Linked DNA regions of Podarcis muralis: region 2 is linked to region 1. Evidence: chromatin contacts called from public Hi-C data. All regions are on one chromosome and are shown on one strand. The core of a region is the stretch at or near the end of the contact, and the rest is flanking DNA. Distances in the headings are between cores, read along the strand shown. Region 1 holds the start of SLC11A2 (solute carrier family 11 member 2). Region 2 holds the start of TSFM (Ts translation elongation factor, mitochondrial).

Region 1 (4,546 bases), core at 443-2,942:
CACTGAAATGGGCAGATTTGTGCTCCACAACACACAGGCTCCCTCCTAGGTCAGACCAAAGGTTAATCTAGCTCCTCAGGGTTTCCCAAACTTGGGTCTGCAGATGCTGTTGGACTACAATTCCCATCACCCCTAGCCAGCAGCACCAGTGGTCAGGGATGATGGGAACTGTAGTCCAAAAACAGCTGGAGACCCAAGGTGGAGAAATCCTGATCTAGCCCAATATTCTGTTCCCAACAGAACACCCCTGGGGAAATCACAGGCAACCTACGAAAATTATGACTCTTGCCTGTTTCTCCCTGGCACGTGGCATTCAGAAGTACACTGTTCCTGTATTTCGGATGCGGGGCGAGAGTCCTGTACACCTGGAGGCCTAGAAATAAGGCACAGCCTTGTTGCTTGAAGTGTTGAAACAGCAGACAGGATTTAGGCTTCCATTCTAAACGCACTTACCTGGAAATAAAACCCCACTGGTAACACCTGGCCTTGAAAAGTCTAAGTAAACATGCTTTAGACTGGGTTGCAAGTGTCACATGCTAAAGGAGAGTCATCCCTATCTCTTTGCTTTTCCCAGGGTGCCCTCTTCTGCCTCCCCAGACCAGAATAAAAACCTGGGATGGACTCCCAGGCAAAGCTTGGTGTATTATTCAAGAAAACCATCTCTCTGCTGGGGGAAGGAGAGGAAGGGGTGGAAAGGATCAGGCCACTTAGAACTGGAAAGGAACATGCCCTCCGGTCACGCTGACTTGCAACTCTGTTTGGTTTGGAAAGAGATGCTCCCCTTCTCTCTTGCTTTCCCTTCCTCCACTGATTTCACTTGCGATAACGACCCACGTGAAAATGCAACCTTGCAATCGTATCAGCAACCTTCCACCCCCCGCCTCCCAAACCAGGCGCCTGAGGATGTTTGGATAGCAGGAAAGCTCCTTTTTTCAATGCAAACCACCAGAAAAAAACATGCCGGGTTTCATGCAAAGCCAACCGTTTTCTGGAAGACAGCGAGGGCGAGGGAGTTGTGCAAATGATTTCAGAAGCAAATGGAGGCCAGCAGCAAGCAAGCGCTTCCCCGAATTGCACGGCAGCTCCTGAGGGCAAAGCATTTCAAAAGACACGCGAAAGTTGGAGACTCGGCAAGAATTAAACCTCTTCCTTTGAAAACCACGTTCAGACAAGGCCAGTGTCCCGGGTCTTCCTCTAAAGCAAGTTTGGTGGCTTGCATTTATTTAGAAATCCACCCAGGGGTGGGAGAAAAAAAAATAAAAATAAAAGCTCAACTGAGGTTCTTTTTTTCCCCCATAATAAAAGCAGCGCCTCCTCCAAACATTGGGCTGGACAATTAGGCTAAGTAATCTTATTTTCCCTCCCCTCTTTGTCTCATTCCCACGACCGGCTTGACCCCTGGGATAGCAAGACGCAGCAGAAGGTGACACGTGTGCAAACCTCGGCGGACAACCGCGCCCACCTTTCCCCCCCCCCCCCGCTGCTGAAATGAGCCCCCCCCCCTCCTTTCAGCAACTGCATGCATGCCAGGGCGCCCCGCGCCCCAACTTGGCCGCCCCCAACCCTTACCTTCGCCGGCAGCACAGGCGCCTCCAGCCGCCGCCTCCTGGCTCCATGGCTCAGCTCCATCAAGAGCCTTGGCCCCGCCCTCCGCCGGGCCCCGCTGCTCTCATTGGCTCGCCGTGTGGCCGAGAGGCGGGATCGGAGGGAGAAGGCGCCTCCCGGTGCAGCGCGGCGCGCAGAGTTAGGAAAGGGTAGAGTAGTCCGCCCTGGCGCGGCGCCTGCACTCTTTAGATTAGAGCTAGACAGGGGGATTCACACAGGAGCCTTAACACAAGAGAGTTATTAAGATGAGTGTAAAGCCTACAAAGGTCCGTATAGTTAAAGCCACGGTTTTCCCAGTAGTGATGTATGGAAGTGAGAGCTGGACCATAAAGAAGGCCGATCGCCGAAGAATTGATGCTTTTGAATTATGGTGCTGGAGGAGACTCTTGAGAGTCCCATGGACTGCAAGAAGATCAAACCTCTCCATTCTGAAGGAAATCAGCCCTGGGTGCTCACTGGAAGGACAGATCCTGAAGCTGAGGCTCCAAGACTTTGGACACCTCATGAGAAGACTCCCTGGAAAAGACCCTGATGTTGGGAAAGATGGAGGGCACAAGGAGAAGGGGGCGACAGAGGACGAGATGGTTGGATAGTGTTCTCGAAGCTACCAGCATGAGTTTGACCAAACTGTGGGAGGCAGTGGAAGACAGAAGTGCCTGGCATGCTCTGGTCCATGGGGTCACGAAGAGTCGGACACAACTGAACAACAAAAAACAATCTTGTGCATAGATGTTGGCTGCTTTGACTCTCCGTGCGCAGCATGTATGCAGGTATTGCAGCAGCTGCTACTTATTACCATACTCCCAGATTGATGGGCACTGATTTAAGAGACTCAGAAGGTTTGCCTTTTCTTCTGTCTGCCTTTGCAATTTTCTACCTTCCCCTCTCCAGTGCTGAGCATACAATGAAGGTTGTGACACTCACCAAACTGAGAGGGGTAGCTAATGCCGCAGAAGACAGAATCAGAATTCAAAATAACCTTAGCAGATTGGAGAACTGGGCCCAAGCTAACAAAATGAATTTCAATAGGGACAAATACAACATAGGTGTCCCCTGTCTTATACTAGCAGCACATGTGAAAAGGATCTCAGGGTCTTGGTGGACCAAAAGCTGAACACGAGTCAGCCGTGTGACGCAGCAGCTAAAAAAGCTAATGCTATTCCAGGCTGCATCAACAAAAGTATAGTGTCCAGATCAAGGGAAGTAATAGTACCACACCTGGAATACTGTGTCCAGTGCTGCGCACCACAATTTAAGAAGGATGTTGACAAGCTGGGACGTGTGCAGAGGAGGGCAACCAAAATGATCAAGGGTCTGGAAACTAAGCCTTATGAGGAGCGCTTGAAGGAGCTGGGTATGTTTAGCCTGGAAAGGAAGAGACAGAGAGGAGATATGATGGCCATCGTCAAATATCTCAAGGGCTTTTACACAGAAGAGGGAACAAGCTTGTTTTCTTCTGCTCTGGAGACTAGGACTCTCTAACCAATGGCTTCAAGTTACAAGAAAGAAGAGCCCAACTAAACATCAGGAAAAACTTTCTGACAGTAAGAGCTGCTTGACAGTGGAACTCTCCTTCGTTGGAAGTTTTAAAGCAGAGGTTGGATGACCATTCGTCATGGATGCTTGAGCTAAGATTCCTGCATTGCAGGAGGTTGGACTAGATAGTAATAATAATAATAATAATAATAATAATAATAATAATAATAATATACCCTGCCCATCTGGCTGGGTTTCCCCAGCTACTCTGGGCGGCTTCCAACAGAATATTAAAATACAATAGCCTATTAAACATTAAAAGCTTCCCTAAACAGGGCTGCCTTCAGATATCTTCTAAATAAAATCAGATGTCTTCAAAATAAAATATCTATGATTTTATTGTTCCTTGGGCCAGCCCTAAAGGGAGGACACAATTGCTCTGACACTCACTTGTTGGAGTGTAAGTTGCATTGAAAGCAATAGAAATTACTTAGTTGATAGGTGGTGCTTGCATACTTAGCTCATGTTGAATTGTGGTCCACATGTCCAGGACCGCAGGGCTAGCTTCTTTCCAGCACCAGCAATCAATATTTGATCTATAAACTTGGTGGCTCATCAGCATATCAAGATCTACATACAAGTTATTTGCTGTTGTTGATTTATAAGCACATTACCATTTACTCCGGCACTCATGTGCTCCCACTGATGGTGTTTGAATGCAGAGTGCACTTCCTTGAGAAATGGTGCCATTTGGTCCTATTTCTTCTCTCAATTCCTCTTCCATCCGAGAGGAAAACGTAAGCCACATTCACATTACAGTTAAACTGAGGTGTGTAAATTTGAGGCAGCTGTTGGGCATGTGCAGAAGACAGTGCATGCTTGCGCAGACGACGTCTTCATTGAACAGGAGTTGGGGAGGTGGAGGTGGAGGGAAACAAATTAGGCAATGTACATCAGGTGTGTACAGCAATATGCAGATTAAGCTTGAAACACAGTAGGGAGAAAACAGCCTTGCTGCCTTTTAAGCCACCAATTGCTAGAGTCCTTAAAAAAACAGCTAAGAGAAACAGCTCTAAGTTGCTTTAAACCAAATCAAACATATTTGTCTATCTGATCCAGCGTTGTCTCCTCTTAACTGCCAGCAGTCATGCCATTTCCCAGAGGTCTTTGCTACTTACCATGGTCCTTTTAACTGGATATTCTGTCTTTTGCAGCATTTTGTAAAAACCAAAACAGGGGTGAAGAGGGTTTTAAAGCGTTATGAGAATTATAAGGTCTAAGATATAAAAAAAATGTACCAAGCAAACACACACATCAATATATAAACCGCATGTCTGAAACAGTACAGGAAAAAGTCCTGAAACCATTTTGTCTCTCCCAAATTGACCTCAAATGTTTCTCTGCAAGGAGGGAGAAAATGGGAAAAACCTCCCCATTGTCTCTCTTGCTCACAAATCCTGCCTTA
Region 2 (4,699 bases), core at 604-3,103, 310 kb before region 1:
AGGTCCCAGCCACGTCAGAGTTCCAGCCAGCCAATCCGCTGGCTGGAGGGGGGGCTCTCTGGCTCTGGCGAAGCGCGAGCCAGAGAGCTTCCTTCTGACTCACTTCCTTGATCAACGCTTGCTCCGAAATCGCGCAGAGCTGCCTGTAGCAGAAGAGTCTGCTGCGCTATTCTGCTGCAGGCTCTGCGCGCCCGAGTTGGGTGGGGCGGGCGAGCAAGGTGCTGAGGCAGTGAAGAAGAGGAGAAGCATAGAAAATAGCTCTGCCGCGTTGCGAGACACAGACACCACCACCACCAGTTAAATCTCTATAGAGACTGTACTCACCCTCCAGCAGTCTCCCGGTTATGGGAAGCCGGTGCCTTGTGTGTGTGTTTTAATGCGTGTTTTCCCTAGACCAGCAAGTGCCTTTACTCAATCTCTCTCTCTCCACCACCACCAACCTTTTTTTGGGGCATTTGTGTATTTGTAGATGGGCTTCTCCGCCTGACTTGTGTCGAGGTGTGCACCCGACAACTTTGGCGTCCCCCCCCCCCCAAAAAAGGTCAAGAACTCTGGGCAACCCTTTCCTAAAATAAAGCATGACATTCCAAAAAAAAGTGTCCTTGAAAAAATCTGGTAACCATATTGTAAAGTGTCTCAGAGCTGCATTGCAGGAGAATATATCCCAGCATCCCTGAGATCACAGGGTCTAGGCTGGTTCATATGGGGAGAGGCGGTCCTTGAGGTATTGCAATCCTGAGCCATTTAAAGCTTTATAGGTCAAACCCAACACTTTGAATTGGGCCTGGAAACTAACTGACAACCAGTGCAGCCAAACCAGGATAAGCTTGCAAGGATAAGTATTGATAAGCTTCAGTTACAGATAGGTAGCCGTGTTGGTCTGCCATAGTCAAAACAAAAAAAATTCCTTCCAGTAGCACCTTAAAGACCAACTAAGTTAGTTCTTGGTATGAGCTTTCGTGTGCATGCACACTTCTTCAGATACACCAGATATACGTGTATCTGAAGAAGTGTGCATGCACACGAAAGCTCATACCAAGAACTAACTTAGTTGGTCTTTAAGGTGCTACTGGAAGGAAATTTTTTTTGTATTGATAAGCTTGTGAGACAATCAGGTTATGTTTAATTGCTGGGAAAAATGCAAGCTAAAATATATGATGGGAGTGGAAGTAAAGAGAAAGGTGGCTGGTCTTCCAAAAGCAGGTCTTCTGTATGAAAACACACACAGAGCCTGTTGTGACTATCCCTTGTGTTGCAGGTTGGGGAAGAAACCAGCGGCTGAGAGATGTCTTGGGCCGGCCCTGAATGTTAGGGATATTTAATGCAGGGTGTCCATCTTTTTGCAGAATGACCCCAGGGTGTTCAGTGGTGCTTAAGGGAGCTGCAGTGGAAATGAAGCCAGCGGGGGATATAAGGACGGCTTCCTGTTGTGACCACACCAAAAACACTCGGGCTGCAGCAAGAATAAGGCTGCAATCCTAGACCCCATTGAATTCAATGGGTCTTACTTCTGAGTAGACCTGGTGAGGGTTGCACTGCGAAGCCGCCTCAGCCCTTCCACCCTCACTTGGAATCGGAGGCGCGGCCTTTGCGCAGTTCTCTGTTTTTTAATCACTTCTGCATTATAAATATATCCTTGGATTGCTTTTAACACAAGGCGAAACTAGAGGTCCGAAGCAAACCCGGAACCTAAAACGTGAGCGCTGCTCTATCAGTTTCATTCTCCTTGGTGCAACCTGCCTCCCCCCCCTCCCCCGCCCAGCTGCTACAGCCAATGGCGTGCGTCGCGCGAACTAGAACCCGGCAGGCCGAATGGGCGGAAGTGACGATCGGCACCGCGCGTGCGCGGCCTCAGCCAAACGAACGTAAGGGCGCGCGTCGCGTCGCGCGCGTAGTGACGCATAATGGCAAGCGCCTTGAAGATGCAGCGGATGGCTGGGCTGGGAAGGGCGCTGCTGCGCTTGCGGAAAAGGGGCTCTCTAGCCGGGCAAGTGAGTGCGAAAGTCTTTCGTTGGGCGTCGCTGCCTCTGCTTCTCCCTGCTTAGATCCGTCTCTGTCGTCTAGGGCAAACACGGGGAGGGCACGGAGCGTGGTGATGGAGCTCAGGCTCGCGGGGTCCGCATTTTAATTTAATTTAATTTATTAATAAAATTTAATACACCTCTAAATCGTGAAAGCAGTTCACACAGAAAGGAAAAACGAAAAAAATCAAAGGGGAAGGGAAAAGTAAAAACCACACTTTAAAAACCGCAAAAAAGTTAAACTACTACAAAAGAGGTTTAAATTCACACCATCATTTATAAGCACCTGGGTAGGCAATGTTTAAACAAGAGTGGTTTCTAGCAGGTGCCAAAAAGAGTCCCTGCTTGATAGCAGTAGTTACAACATATAGAGCGCAAGCACATTCGAGGACTGTGTGATATATGAACTCAAACAAGAATGTATTAAGAAAGAAATATATCTGCATTGGATTTAATTATATAGGTTATATACCTTGCTTAGGGATGCGGGTGGCGCTGTGGGTAAAGCCACAGTGCCTAGGACTTGCCGATCGTATGGTCGGCGGTTCAAATCCCCGCGGCGGGGTGAGCTCCCGTCTTTCGGTCCCAGCTCCTACCCACCTAGCAGTTCGAAAGCACCCTTAAAAAAAAAAGTGCAAGTAGATAAATAGGTACCGCTATATAGCGGGAAGGTAAACGGTGTTCCGTGTGCTGCGCTGGTGCAGGCTCGCCAGAGCAGCGATGTCACACTGGCCACATGACCCGGAAGTGTCTGCGGACGGCGCCGGCTCCTGGCCTCTAGAGTGAGATGAGCGCACAACCCCAGAGTCTGTCAAGACTGGCCCGAATGGGCAGGGGTACCTTTACCTTTACCTTTACCTTACCTTGCTTAAGGATTTTATATAGTGTACATCCTGGACTTGGTTTGTATGTTAGGAAGTAACCAGTAAAGAAATTTGTTACAAACATTACCATTCAGCCAGTTGCGCTCTGTATGTTGTAATTATTGCATCTGCGTAACAAGGTATTGCATTTGTTTTGCTTGATAGCAGTTGGCATGGAGTTTAAAGGTTTAAAAAGAGTTCAATGAAAGTGCCTGCTTGATAGCAGTTCCAAAGTTTAGGTGCTGACGCACTAAACAATCAGGTTCTTTCATGTGCGGGGTGGGAGTTATGTGGCACCTGTACAATTTGGGGTTCCTGACTCCTGAAGACCACTAGCTGGAGCACAGTGCAAAATAGCGGTCAAGAAAGGGGCTGGCCGTGCATGTAAGACCGACGAGCAAGGCAATTCGTTTTCTGTGTCAGAGATTGCAGCACACAAACATCTGTTATTGATCCCCCTCCCCAAAGTTCTAAATTTAGCATCTTAATGGGAGGGGGTGTGGTCAAGATATTGTTGCTATTAAACAATTAATAGTCAAAAGTGCTGAGCTGGCAAGCACATGTGTAGATCCATGGGAATGTTCTTCCCCAGAAAACAGCCCTTGAAAGACGTAGTTGCATCAGAACTTATTCTGATTCTACACATATATTTGGAGAAAGGTTCTTGTGAGATCAGTAAACATGCGTGGGGTTGCTCTTTAAATCTTCCTCTCCTCCTTGGTTGTTGGATCCTTTTCACTTATTTTTGTCTTCCTCTCCCCTTGTAGTTTGACTTGCATCTAGTTCATTTCCTTCATGCTGGCCTTCCGGTTCTAGCAGCAAAGGAAGCTCTGGTGAAGCTCAGAAAGAAAACTGGCTACTCGTTTGTGAACTGCAAGAAAGCCTTGGAGAAATTTGATGATGTCAGTGAGGTGAGAACAAATGTTTCGGTGATATAAAATGCAAGTTTAATTTTAGTTTTTTGCCTGCGTGTTTCAAGTACTTTTGGGGAAATAATGGTGTTGTAAGCAATTTTTGCAAGTCTTATGTTAAGGTTGCAGTCCAATGCATACTGGCAGTGGGGTAAATCACACTGAGAAGCAGTTGCAAGTGAGTTTAGAGGCCAGAATGTTTTATCCTGTGTGTGAGTCAATGTAGGCAGAGGGTAGGGACTCTTTTCTTGCTGTCCACCCAGCCCCACAAAAAGACAACCAGGAGATGTTTCCATGACAGATGAATTATTGTGAAGAAGAACTTGGGGAAGGAACCCAAAAGTTCAAGGAAAAACAAAATGCATTGTGATTCATAAAAACACTGTGCATTTCAAAATGTGTTTCAGTCAGTGGGAATTGCTTCCAGATAAACAGCTAACTCTTATCTTTGGTCAGACAGAGAAACCTTAGTAAACTGATGATTCCTCAACAACACTCTCTGTGAATGGCACCAGAGGAGGCACCAAAACAGTATTAGTTTAGCCTCCTGTTGGAAGTAGATATGGATTCTATGTCTTCTAGAAACTGCAATGGATCTAATCAGCAAACTTCTAATGGTTGATCTGAAGATTATATTTACACGCAAGGATGCCAGTGGACCAAATATTTTCATATTCTTGCATTCTCCTTTCCGTCTGCAAGACATTTTTAAAATAAAATATATGAGGCCATATTTATAATAATATTTGAACATCCCCCATTTTTTCTACAGTGGTATAATACTTGTGCTTTTATTTGGGGTTTGAATTGATTTGTTGCGTTGTCCTTGGCAATAGTATCTCAGTTTATGGGTTTGCATTTGTCTTTCAAGGCTGAAGCCTGGCTACATGAGCAAGCCCAAAAG

What was found. A called contact is a pair of places that touch in the nucleus more often than the background predicts.
Region 2: a Hi-C map of tail shows a contact between it and region 1, with 4 times the contacts expected there. The contact joins the promoter of TSFM here to the promoter of SLC11A2 in region 1. A contact is called at or near these places in 2 of 3 Hi-C or Micro-C datasets (blood and tail).

Annotation. Positions count from the first base shown.
Region 1 is chr2:7,847,455-7,852,000 of rPodMur119.hap1.1, reverse strand. It overlaps SLC11A2 (solute carrier family 11 member 2), which reads right to left and starts at 1,692. Exons shown (of 17, transcript XM_028721495.2): 1 at 1,570-1,692. LOC144326864 (a long non-coding RNA gene) reads left to right here. Exons shown (of 2, transcript XR_013391742.1): 2 at 575-1,274.
Region 2 is chr2:8,153,562-8,158,260 of rPodMur119.hap1.1, reverse strand. TSFM (Ts translation elongation factor, mitochondrial) reads left to right here and starts at 1,853. Exons shown (of 6, transcript XM_028721505.2): 1 at 1,853-1,991; 2 at 3,652-3,795; 3 at 4,667-4,699. The coding sequence starts at 1,905.